3 separate regions of the Gossypium hirsutum genome follow, and regions 2 and 3 are each linked to region 1. The links are chromatin contacts, called in public Hi-C maps. All regions are on one chromosome and are shown on one strand. The core of a region is the stretch at or near the end of the contact, and the rest is flanking DNA. Distances in the headings are between cores, read along the strand shown.

The links. Hi-C and Micro-C count contacts between places; a contact is called where the count stands out from the background.
Region 2: a Hi-C map of leaf shows a contact between it and region 1, with 2.6 times the contacts expected there. The contact joins the promoter of LOC107896850 here to the promoter of LOC107896882 in region 1. A contact is called at or near these places in 2 of 34 Hi-C or Micro-C datasets (callus and leaf).
Region 3: a Hi-C map of leaf shows a contact between it and region 1, with 4 times the contacts expected there. The contact joins the enhancer-like site here to the promoter of LOC107896882 in region 1. A contact is called at or near these places in 7 of 34 Hi-C or Micro-C datasets (anther, hypocotyl and leaf).

Annotation. Positions count from the first base shown.
Region 1 is chrA10:89,133,536-89,137,895 of Gossypium_hirsutum_v2.1, reverse strand. It overlaps LOC107896882 (actin-related protein 2/3 complex subunit 1A), which reads right to left and starts at 2,580. Exons shown (of 15, transcript XM_016822180.2): 1 at 2,293-2,580; 2 at 1,789-1,874; 3 at 670-746; 4 at 347-441. The coding sequence starts at 2,362.
Region 2 is chrA10:88,624,482-88,628,841 of Gossypium_hirsutum_v2.1, reverse strand. It overlaps LOC107896850 (transcription elongation factor TFIIS), which reads left to right and starts at 1,869. Exons shown (of 2, transcript XM_016822146.2): 1 at 1,869-2,346; 2 at 3,406-4,360. The coding sequence starts at 2,191. The coding sequence ends at 4,344.
Region 3 is chrA10:89,452,218-89,456,577 of Gossypium_hirsutum_v2.1, reverse strand. It overlaps LOC121208361 (a long non-coding RNA gene), which reads left to right. Exons shown (of 5, transcript XR_005903350.1): 5 at 1-47. Among protein-coding and RNA genes, the nearest start is that of LOC121208361, 4.6 kb to the left of the region's middle. Within about 2 kb of position 2,612, at least 5 of the 9 cell types and tissues checked have an H3K27ac peak or open chromatin away from gene starts, as enhancers often do. A contact at or near this core is called in leaf, where this site is marked.

The DNA of each region.
Region 1 (4,360 bases), core at 1,331-3,830:
AAAGTGCTATTGACTTCATAAGGAACTTTTTCTTATCAAATAATCCAACTGCTATTCTGAAGTCCTACTCCACAACACAATTTATATTCTCATAGGTCAGATGCCTATCTATTTTATAAGCTTAAGCAAAATCAACAGTGAATAAGCTGCTAGGACAATGAACCCTGAAGTAATGTGTCAAATTGTAAAAGAGTGGTCCTACGCTTTGTTCTTAATAACTTGGGGGGGGGGGGAACAAATTAAGTAGATCCAAGAAAGTGCCAATCTGAGTAAAAACCTAACTTATTGTACAGTACAAAGAAGTGAAGAATTAATAATAGTGCAAGGTCAAATTATGTTTATGTACCTTTGGGGCTCCACTGAACACAAAGTGCAGCACGATTGAGCCTAAGAATAACAAGAGTTGGTACCCACTCTGGTCCTTCTCGGTTCCAAACATATCTTCAAATGGGATCACAAATTTCAGGAGACAAAGAACACAATAACAGTGCCATAGAGAAATGAAAACAAGAAAATCGAAAGAAGTCAAACACGAAGCTCATGTTAGGCACTGTTTGCTTGTGTTTGTCAGGCACAGGGAAAAAGAAAGGAGGAGATCCAAATTACGGAACTTTCATTTGTACACATATATATATATATACACATATATATAAACAGAAAATTACTCACGAATTCCGATCATGAGATACAGAAACAATTCTGTTTGACTTTCCACTCCAGTCTATCCCAGAAACAATTTGATCATGCTGTGAAAATTTGACATAAAAAAAAATCATATTGATCAAAAATCAAACATAAAACAAACAAAACTTAACAAAGAAATGCATCAACATCCTTCAATGTAGTCACTTCAACACCCAGATAAATTTTCATTTTATAAGAAGAAAAATAAGTAACTAAACATGATGCTAGGATAGAATTTCCTTCCAAAAGAACAAGAAGACTAAACAGCCTTGTTGTCTTCAACACGAAAAGAGTGGATTATTTAGACTGTGGAGGTCCTCATGTTTTAGTGTTATGCTCAACATCCGTAGTTTAAAGTGCTTCCATTATAACTTGGTCTATCTCACCTAGTCACCTTTTAACTTGTTCTAAGGCATATCCAACAATTCTAGCATGGGCACATTTAAAGAATCAAAAGTATTATAAAATATCAGTACAATTTATTTCCAATCATTTGCAGTCCGGACAAGACTTTGCAATGAGTTTGGGAATCTTGGATCTCATCATGGCTTTTTTTTTCTTGAACTAATCTCATCATAGGCTGCTACTCTTTGTTCTCGCCTTTTAAATTTTAGCTTTATCACAACTACTGTAATCCCCATCACACAATTCAGAACCTAATCTAATAAATCTCCCGGTTGCTTTAGAATTCCCAACTTTGGTTTATAGAGCTTTCCGGTCCAGTTAAAGGTAAAAGAGGTAAAAAGGCAGACTAATATCATACCATAGGTTGAAACCCAAAAATTCATCAGACCTCCATGCTGTGGCAGTGCTTCTATTTACTTACTAAGAAAGGCTAAGATTTCAGACAAGAAACCATCATGTCATCTCATATTTTCCTTTTCAAGAAACATTTTTATTCTTAGTTAAAGAGAGGCTTCAACCTAGGTTCTAGACTTCTAGTCATATCCAATTTGCAAATTGATGTGTTCCAAAAGTACCACACAACATGACTCCAAAATGAAACTTCAAATAACTATTGGAGATGAGTTAAGACATACAGCATAGATAATAGGACTAAATCATAACTTGGTGGTCTATAGGGGAAAATTTTTGATAAAGTACCTTCTGAAGAACATGAACTTTCTCCCACTTGTCATTCACCAATCTATAAATGTGAACCTCATTATTATTTGGGCATAATGCTACCACTGCAGGCAAGAGAAAGTGAATTAAATATGTAGAAAACACAGAAAACAATATCTCATGCAATTTAAAATAAACAGAACCAAATCATTAGTTCTAAAATTCTCAAAACAAAAAAAAAGTTCTAAAAACACGCATCATTTTAATTAAACATGTATCATTAGTTCTAAATCCAGCATATCACCAAAAAATGGAGCAATATAGAATGAGAAAGTAATGTAAAGAAAGAGTAAATTGACCATTAATTTCATTTTCCTCTTCAATTTTACATTTCTAAGACAAATATCACATCACAATAACATTTAACTCAAATATATACATTCTTTTATTTCCTACATTTTCACAGCAACCAACCGAAACATAAAGATGAAGAGAGGGAATGGAATTTCGACAGAAACAAATTAAAAGAATGAATGAATTTACTGGAGTGATCGGGACTCCAAGCATGGCAAGTGATGCACTGAGCGAACTGGTGAACGGCGACGGCCGCCATTTTTAAGCTGATGAATTTGATATATTGAGCTCCGAATGAGATGGAGAGAGATCTCTGGAGAAGAGAAAGAACTGTGAAGCGATCTCAGCTTCGGTTTAAAGTCTCTGTTAACAAACGGAAAGCTTGAAAGACTAGACTAGATACCAAATACCAATAGAGGTGCGATTGGACAAGTTCTCACCCGTCGACTTTGGGGATTTTTAGATTTTGTTTTTTTCTTTTCAGCAGGTTGAATTATGGGCTAAACATTCATTTAGCCCTTATAGTTTCCACTTCTCATTTTTTTCTCCATTACCTCATTTCATTTTTTGATAAACTACACAATTGGTCACTTAACTTTCATAAATTTTCATTTTAGGCACCAAAATTAAAAAGTTTGCAATATGGGCATTGCCATTACATATATCATTGTAGTCACTTTCATTACATACTTTTATCATTTTAGCCACTGGCCTTTAATTTACCATTGCATATACTCATTTTAATCACTCAACTTTAATAAATTTTCATTTTAATCACTTATTTTCTTTTTAAAATTAATTTTTTTCAAAGAAAATATAGGTTTGACAATAAATTAAGTTATTCCGCTATGAGATGAAACCCAAGCTTTTCACTAATAACTTAATTTCATCTTTTCACTGGTAACTTAATTCCATGTAAAAACTCATATTTTTCCTATAAAAATTTAAGTAATTGCTTGTAAACCCCCCAAGCTTTTCCTTTACTGAAAAAAATTAAAATTAATTTCAAAAAAAGATAAAGGAAATTAAAAGATAAAATGTAATTTCCTATAAATAACAAAATAATTTCCTATAAAACATTGGTTTTCCCTTTTACTATAAAAAAAATTCTAAAAAGGGAAAAATAATATGGAAATGAAAAGATAAATTGGTTTTCTTGTAACAAACTAAGTTTATCCTATAATAACTAAGGTAATTCCCTATAAACCCCATATTTTCCCTTCCCTCTCGCTAAGAAAAAAACTAAAATTAATTCTAAAAAGAAAAAAAAAACCAAAGAAAATTAAAAATAAAAAATTATATTTCTAACCCAAATTTTCCCCTATAATAACCAGGTTTTTCCCCTTTCTAAAAAAACTAAAATTGATTCTTAAAAATGAAAAAATAAAGAAAATTAAAAAGATAAAATGAATGACCAAGATGAAAATGTACTAAAGTTGGGTTATTAAAATGATAAAAGTATGTAACAGCGGTGACTAAAATGATAATTGTATGTAATGATAGTGCCCATTTACAAAATTTTTATTTTCGATACCTAAACTGAAAATTTATGAAAGTTAGGTGATTGATAAGGGATAATTATGTATATCTAATTATTGTCCTCTCATGCTTGTTTTAGCTTACTTTTGAGTGAAATTGAATTGTTTTAAGGTCAAATCATGTTTTAGGTCATTAATGGATATGCTTGTGTTTTGTGTCACTTTTATTATTTTGATGTTATTTTAGAGTTTTGGTAATATACGATGCATAAATTGTGTTTTTGATAATGTGTTGATGACTGGAAGACTAAGGACATAAAGGTTTGAAGGCTTGACAAATAGAAAGTCATGCCCCAGCATTGATTTGCTTGACGTCGCGATGTGGAGGACTAAAATGGCATAAGGTGACCAAGGTTGAGGTAGTGACGTTAAAAGATTGGAGGTCATGACCACGCTAATTGTTTGGATTTGAAGAACCAAACGTCCTATGCAACGCCACAACGTTAGGAAGCCAAAGGCACAATGTTGACTGATCAAGCTATAAGGATCGTGCCAAACAGCGAGTGACACTGCGACGTGAAATGCTAAAGTCGAGGTGTCGTTTCCTAAAGTCACAATGTAGAAACCTGAGGCCGTGACGTTAATGCCTTGCTCATTGTATAAGAAAAGATCATTCATGAAGTATGACGTTAGTGTTGGATCTGGTGTCCTAAGTGTAGTATTTTTGGCTATGTACACTTGTATTTTTTCAAAAAAATTGGTTTAATATCATTGTATAT
Region 2 (4,360 bases), core at 620-3,119, 510 kb after region 1:
AAGAAAGCAATCTCATTGAAATCCCCAACAACTAACCACATAAGAGTTTAATCTTAACCCAACTGACGAAAAAGCTCCTAAGTGTTACTGAATCTTTCATCTAGATGCCTATAAAAACCGGTAAAGTACCACATCAAACTATCTTGTTCTTCATAAACTACTACATCTATATGGTGCTGCGAATAACTCTGTAAAATGACCATATCATGTTGCCTCCAACCTAATGAGAAACCGCCTTTAGATCCCTCAGCTCCTACATCGATACCATTTGGAAAACCACAATTCATCCTAACACTTTTCATCCTTCTTGCATTGATTTTGTGTTCCATCAAAAACAAAAGTTGGGACAAATTTCTCTCAGTTTATTCCTGAAACAATGAATTGCCCGTGGCTTCCCCAACTCATGGACATTCCAATTAAAAGTTTTCATTGTGGCCAACTACCCTACCTAGCAGAGCCAGCTGATGCCTCTTCATTGTCGTTTGGCACTCGGTTTCTCTTAGAAGAAAAACTTTGGATGTGCTTCACAACGTCTGTTGTTTTTTCTTCCCATCTTCTACTTGGATAGGACTAGTTTTATCTGATCATATCTCCAAAGCCCAGCAACAGATGGCTCAAAACCACTAGGCCCAAATCCCTTTGTAGTAATGCCATAGATTCCCAACAACATCCCTTCATTAGTGGAGCCTGATTGATTATGATTGAGATTAGGATAAAGATTCCTTAGAAAATCTCCAAAATTGCACAAGATAAGTTCTATTTCCTTATCCAGACTTTGACTTCTCGTTCCATCTAATTTGCACAACCAACGGCTAACTCCCATCGAACCCCTTCTTGTTGGAGCTCGCAAAGTAATATCCCATCTGAAAAAAATCTATGATGAATCCACCCTTACCTTCACCAGATAGAAACTTTCATCATGACCAAGTTTTCCACAGATGAAACAAAATAAGCTATGTTTTTCATATTAAAACCTAGCATAAAACACTCAGTCACCCAACATAACCTTCTTTTTTTGTTTAAAGGCCAATTGCATATCTAAGCAAACCTTTAGCCTCATGTACCGTTTCATCCCTAGAGAAGGAACCATTGTATCATAGACAAAAAAAATCCCCCAAGAAAGATCCAACACGTCGTGCCATTATTTCTGACATAAGGCTCAGTGACAAGTCATGGATTTGGACCCAAAACTCAACATGGTTGAGAGGTAACGTTAGCGGATCCTCTCTTGTCTGTAACTTGTGCATCATCAATAAATGGTTATTGAAAAACCATGGCATTCCTTCTATAATCCTATTCAGATAAACTTCATAAAAGAACTTAAATAAGTAACGCTTCTCATCTAGATCAGTAATAGCAATGCCCCCAATAAGGTGCCATAAATCAGCCATGGTGTTTCTTAAAGACGAAAAATAGACTACACTATCTGTTAAGCAACTGCCAACCAAACAAAAGTGAAAGTCTTCTTTAGACTCAATCGTTTTCTCCTAAAAAACCTCTTCCTCCTCGTCATCAAGATTCAGATTCGCCATCTTATCCTTCATTGATGCACTATCTCAATTTGAAAAGCTGAGCAAAAACTAAAAAGAAAAAACTAAAAAACCATGTCAAAAAGACAGATGGAAAAACGTGCCAAAGAATCGCGGATGAATTTAACGGTGGTTTAGAAAATATCACTTTCATAAACTTTATTGTTGTTTAATCACTCTATCCATATTTTTAATCTTTTAAATAACAAAAAATATTTACTCTATAAAAATTTCCATTAATTTTATAATTATTTTGGGTATTATATATTTATATTTTTTTCAAATTTAAGATCAGCAGTGATTGAAAATGACTAGTAATTAAATCATCTTAATTGATTACTAATACTAGGAGAGTCTAAAAACAGATGTAACAGCCCAGCAGTGTAGAAGAAAGCCCAAATGATGAGAGACCGTCGGTTCCCTTCAGATCAACGGACGTCTGAGAACGATAATCCGTATTTCAAGAAACCTTCCCCCAAAGTTTCTGCCTTGATGTTGACCCAGTTCTGGTCCAATTAAACTAAACCAGAAAGTCCAAAACACCACTTGTATCCTTGATCTTGTTGGCTTCGGTCTATCTCAAAACATCCTTATAAAATGTGAAGCATAGCTTTTCTTATCTTTCTTTTTTAAGTTTTGAACTGTAGGTTTATTTTGGCGAATGGAGAGGGAGCTGGTGGATTTGTTCGAAGCTGCCAAGAAAGCGGCTGATTTAGCCGCTGCCTCCGACGCCGTTTCCGAGGTTTCCCGATGCGTCGATGCCTTGAAGCAGCTCAGGGCTTTCCCTGTCTCTTACGATATTCTTGTTTCTACTCAGGTATTTTTTTTCTTCTCTTTTCACCCGCATTCCATTAATATAGATTTCTTTATTTATTTGAGATCTCATGAATCAACATTCTTATAGCTGGGCTTTTCTTTGCTTTCATTTTGTGACAGTAGATTAGGAGAGAAATTTAATTCCTTTAACTGCATGGTTGAGAAATTAGCTTTTTCTTTTCTCTTGAAATGGTAGCAAACAAGCAGTGCAGTTTATAATATTTTGATTTCGGCTTTTAGATTGTGGGACAGATGAATGGCGCTGCTTCATTTGCTAAATGTAGGAGCATTTAAGATGTATATGGTTATTCCCAGAGGAAGGTTCCTCTTTTATGGTAGAGAAGTGTAGGGGATAGGGTTCTCTCAATTAGTCAAATATATTTATTTTAATCAAAGATTGGGGAGGTCATAGTGGGAGGATTGATAGTGGAGTATAAAATAACAAATCAAATCAATCCTGGCTTGGTGGGCAAATCACACGCCATCACATTTCGTTTCTTCTCAGTTTTCTCCCTAAGGGCGGAACCTCATGCCCCCAAATTTCCCAAAATTTTTATTATACACTTTAAAATTTTCAAATATTTTAATTAAACTTTCTCAAATTTTTTATAAATTCTAGTTCAATCTTTCAAAAGTTTTAAAAAACTTAATTAGAGGTTCCAAAATTTTTGAAAATTTTCATTCATCTTAAAAAAAAAAATTTAATTAAACCCCTAAAATTTATAAAAATTCTTATTAAGCCCCTAAATTTTTTTTTTGAAAAATTTAGGTAGGCCCTCAAACTTAATGGCACGTTCTGCCACAAGTAAGTTAGCAGAATGTTTCTTTCCTTTATTCTCCATCCACCTTTTTAGCATCCTATTTTGTTAACTATTGAGCCTGTTACAAGCTATTCTGTCTTGTAATTTTAGAATTTTAATGAATGAAAAACAGGTTGTTTGATAGCTTTACGATCATGGTTTCGATATAACCTTCTTCTCCATGTGGTTACGTATCTTGTTATGTGTATGTCGTTGAATCTGTAAACTTAAGAAAAATTGATCCCCTATATATATTACAGGTTGGGAAAAGGCTTCGATCTCTCTCTAAGCATCCCAGGGAGAAGATTCAAACTGTGGCTTCTGACTTGCTTGAACTATGGAAAAAGGTTGTTATCGAGGAGACTACCAAAGGTAAGAAAAATGGCACCAGTAGTGCCATTAAGTCGGAGAAACTTCCAAAGCCAAGTGCCGTGAAGTCTGAAAAGCTCTCCAATACAGAAAATGTAAAGGCTGAGAAAGTATCTAAAGATAATTCAGTAAAATCTGTCAAAGTTGAGAAGAGGGAAGCAAATGGAGATGTTGCAATGGCCAAGAAGTCAGATCGGGGAGAGATGGGTAAGGTTGAAAAGATTTGTAAGGATGACAGACAATCACCGAATGTAAAGAAATCATCGCAACCACCTGCTGGTCCACCAAAGCTGACATCAATGGTCAAATGTAACGATCTTGTGCGTGACAAATTTAGGGAGATTCTTGTAGAGGCGTTGTCTAAAGTCCCGAGTGAGGTTGATGGGGACATGCTTGATCAAGTGACTGCTTGCGATCCCATCAGAGTTGCTGTGTCTGTAGAATCTGTGATGTTTGAGAAGATGGGTAAATCAAATGGGGCCCAGAAATTTAAGTACAGATCTATAATGTTCAACATTAAGGATCCAAACAACCCAGATTTAAGGAGGAAGGTTCTTCTCGGAGAAGTGAAACCAGAAAGGCTTATTACAATGACCCCAGAGGAAATGGCAAGTGAACAAAGGCAACGTGAAATTAATGAAATTAAAGAAAAAGCTTTATTTGATTGCGAGCGAGGTGTTGCACCAAAGGCAACGACAGATCAATTTAAGTGCGGTCGTTGTGGTCAACGCAAGACCACTTACTATCAAATGCAGACAAGGAGTGCAGATGAACCTATGACAACCTATGTTACGTGTGTCAACTGCAACAACCATTGGAAATTCTGTTAGTGAAATCCAGAGATGT
Region 3 (4,360 bases), core at 1,363-3,862, 320 kb before region 1:
TTTATAACACAATTAGAAATAATTTAATTGACTTTGATTATTTTCAATTTATGACGGTTAATATTCTAGCTTAATAATTGAGAATATTATATATTTAATTTAATTTATTTATTTTTAAATAAATTATTACAATATATGTAAAAACAATTTAAAATATAAATTTATTAATTTATATATATATATGATAAACTCAATTAAACACCGAATAGATAATAAATTCTTAAATATATATTTGTTTAATTTAAAACAGCTTTATGAAATATTTTCAAGAAATCTGCCAAACAACAGAAAATATTTTACAAGATTCATCCAAATATTAAAAAAATAAATTATTTTTTAGAAATTATTTTTCGAAAAATATTTTACTGCTAAACAAACGGAGCTTTAGTGAATTGAGCTAATACTCCAACATAAGTAGGTAGAAGAAGAAGAATTCAGTAGCCATGCTGACCTATTAATTTAGCATCTGAACGCTGTAAACCAGTTGTTAGAACTACGTTAGACTAGAATTAATTTATAAAGAAAAGGACTACGCCAAAGCAGTACCAAACTCAGCACTCAAATTCAATGATACCATCTTTCATTCTAACTTCAATCTTAAAGTTCATGGATTATTTCAACTAATTATTACTCAAATTTTAATATTATTTGAATTACATATTTTATCACTTCAAACTTTAGATGGCAGTTTGACTTCAGTGTCAAACTTATTTAAAATATGCATATATGCATTAAATTGTAATTTTATTTCAACTTATCTCTCTCACTTAATTCTTTTTAAAAATTTACCTTAAATAATTAATGTATTTTTTAAAATTACTCATCAAATTATTACCTGCACTAGGCACTGGGCATGGTTGGCCCCCATTTGAAATTGTAAAACCCATTAGAGAGCCGTATCGACCATATAGGCCGCTAGATGTGCATAAAGTTGATGTAAAAATGAAAACTCTAGATTAACATACCTTTACATTAATTATAGTTTAAATATAGACGAAGTCAAAAGATTTTATTAGAGGTTAAATATATTTTTATGATAGTAAAAATATAATTTCATTATTTTAGTAGCTCGTATTTTTATAATTTTTAAAAAATTAAATTAAATTTTTATTATTTTTGAAAGTCAAGATATAATTTTATTATTGTCAATTTAAAATTTTATAAATTATAAAGAGACCTAAAATAAAATAAAAAAATCATTTTAGGGTGAATCGGGATCTCTGCCAGTCGCCGGCTTCACCACTGTGCATAAGGATATTTATTTATTTATTTATTATGTTTTAATATGAGTTAGTAATAAATTAATTTCAATAGATTATTTTTGGTAACTCTCATGATTTGTTTTAAAAAATGAGAAGAAAATATTTTAAAAATCTTATTTTTTATTAATGTTTTTATTTATCTTTCTAATTTCAAGTTTAAATTTATATAAATTATTTTTTATTTAATGTCTAATTATATAATACATATTATGACACAGTTTTAATCATTTCTCTAATGCCAAAAGGAGACAAAATTTCACATCTTTTTATGATAATATTAGTTAGAATCTTGAAATTAATATTATAAATAGGGTAATTACAAATCTTGGCATACGAAATAAAAGATAGATAACTATGATTTTAAGTCAGATTTGATAAACCCCATCACTTTCATCTAAATTTTAGAGATTTGAAGTCTGTTTATTTCTTGACAAGTTGTTCAAAGGTTTGCTCAACAAATCAATTTATATCACAATTTTTTTTTTAAACAGTTAGCTGTTAAACAAGCATCTCTGGGGAGCACTTTTTGTTGATTAAACCGCTGAAGAAGGAAGGAAAAATTTAGAAAGCTTTGATCTGTTTTTCTATAGAAACCATGTTATATAACCTTTAAGTTTTCTAGAGTATTTGTATTTGTTCGTATACAAATATTCAAATATAAGTATAATGTAATATTATTTAAATAAATTAAAATTTTTTAAAACAATTGCATATACTTATCGAACTAATCTTTCAGCATTAACATATACAACCTAAGAGAACCAGGCTGCTTTATTCAAAACCTATCCATTGTCATTGATATAATTCAGTCAATGTGCTAGCCTTCACCAAGAAGCATAGAGCAAATATATAGTCTATAAGTTATATTAGACGTCTCCCAATGCTAGTCTTTATCTAGCCTAAGTTTACTGGCACCTTAATTGAAAGCTTCAACTTAATGGAAAAAGGGGAAATGAATGCAACAAAAATATAATATTCAAGTCTCATATTTACTCCATTTCTGATTCTCTTGGACACAAGACATATTTATATGGATATCAGACTTAAGTCTCTGAGGCAAACTGATAATATTAAAGAAAAAATCTGCAAGAAGCATTGGTTCACGTTTCTTGCTTAAAAATCTTATCTACAATACATTTTCTTCATGTTCTTGTCAATTAAATTAGCTTAACTTTTCAAATGTTCCACCCATTTTGACGACTTCATCATGTTTCTATCTAAATTATTTTTGAAATTACATTTGTATTATTTATTGAAAAAGCTTTCAAAGGGGAGGCTATTGAAGCCTTGACGGATCAGGGTCAAGAAGATTTAATTACTATGGGCTCAGTATTGGTATTGGATCAGAATAAAGGGCTAGAAACACAAATAGTTGAGGGCAATGAAATGGACTTAAATGAGAAAGAAATGCAGATTCCAATCAATGAAGGGAACCCAAAGTTAAATCAAAATTCAACATTTTTATAAGAAATAGAGGAACCAAGGGATCGGGTTGCAGCATCTGAACTTGAAGAGGAACTTTTCCAAATAAGACAAAACAAAAGAAATAAGAAAGTGTTGAATGAGAGAATTAGATTTATGCAGAAGATTCAGGATACAGTGCTCACAACAAAAGAAAAGCTGAAGAGAGATAGGGGAATGAGAAAATTAAAGGGAAATGGGGATTCCAGGAACGACGAAAGCATAGCAAACCTATCGTTATCGGACTCAGACATCAGTAACAGAAGAAAAGTCATTGTTAAAGAAGCGAAGAAGACGTGGGAGGTGGGGAAAAAATTGGGGTTTAGTGTCCAAGGCGATGAGGAGATAGTAATCGAAGAGATAATGAGGATTGAAGGGCAGCAATAGGGAGCTATCAAAGACAGAGGGAGGAGGAATTCAGGATAATTGGTGAGTGGCTGGTTTACTGGATTTTACTTTATTTAATTAGTTCGATTGGAAATATGAGATTTGTCTCCTGGAATATCAAAGGGTTGGGGCCTGTAGCTAAAATAGAAGCTGTCAATAGATTAGTGAGAAAGACTATGGCAAATGTCTGCTTCCTTCAAGAAACTAAGTTAGAAATGGTGTCAATGGATTTAGTTAGAAAATTTTGGGGCGATGACTATTTTGAATTTAAATTTGCAGCTGCAATAGAAAGGTAAGGAGGATTGATAACAATATGGGATAAAGGTATGTTTACAACCAATATGGAGTTTAGTGGGAACAAATTTATTGTAATTGAAGGAAAGTAGGTGTGTGAAAGGATGAAGGCAGTATTGATTAATGTATATGCTCCTAACAATCTGTCAGATCAAAAAATTCTTTGGGAAGATCTATATGGGTTTAGAAGTAAATTTAGTAATGCATGGATAGTAGGTGGGGATTTTAACATGGTGAGAAATAGAAGTGAACGAATCATCTGTTCGGGCATAAAGAAGGGGTCAAAGGAGTTTGGTGACTTTATTGATAGATGTAAATTGGAAGATTTGCCGTTATTGGGGAAAAAGTTCACATGGATTGGTCCGGACAATAGACGTAGTAGACTTGATAGATTTTTACTAGAGGAAGAATGGTTGGTTCAATTGAAAGACTTACAACAGCAAGGACTAAACAGAACGATATCGGATCACATACTAGTTTTGTTGGTAAATGAAACAATCGACTGAGGACCAAGACCTTTCAAGTTAGTTAATGCATGGTTTAAAAAGCAAGATTGTAGGAGACTAATTGAGAATGAATGGTCGGGAATGGGTAGTTTAAAAGGGCAAATGGCAGTAAAACTCAAGGGAGTTCTCAAGAAATGGAATGTGGGTGCTAGCAATGTTTTGGAAAAAAGAATTATAGAAAGCGAAGATAGGATAAAGGAGATTGATGAAGCTAGCGAACATAGAATGTTGACCGAGCAAGAAATGAAGGAATTAAAAAATTTGAATGTCGAACTTTGGGAAGCAATTAAATTTAAAGAATTTATTTGGCGTCAAAAATCAAGGATGACATGGTTAAAAGAAGGGAATGCTAATTGTGCTTTTTTTCCATAGAACAGTTAAAATAAAGGCTAAAATAAAGATGGTGTACAGCTTGAAAATTGGGGGTCATTGGTACAAGGAACCTAAGGA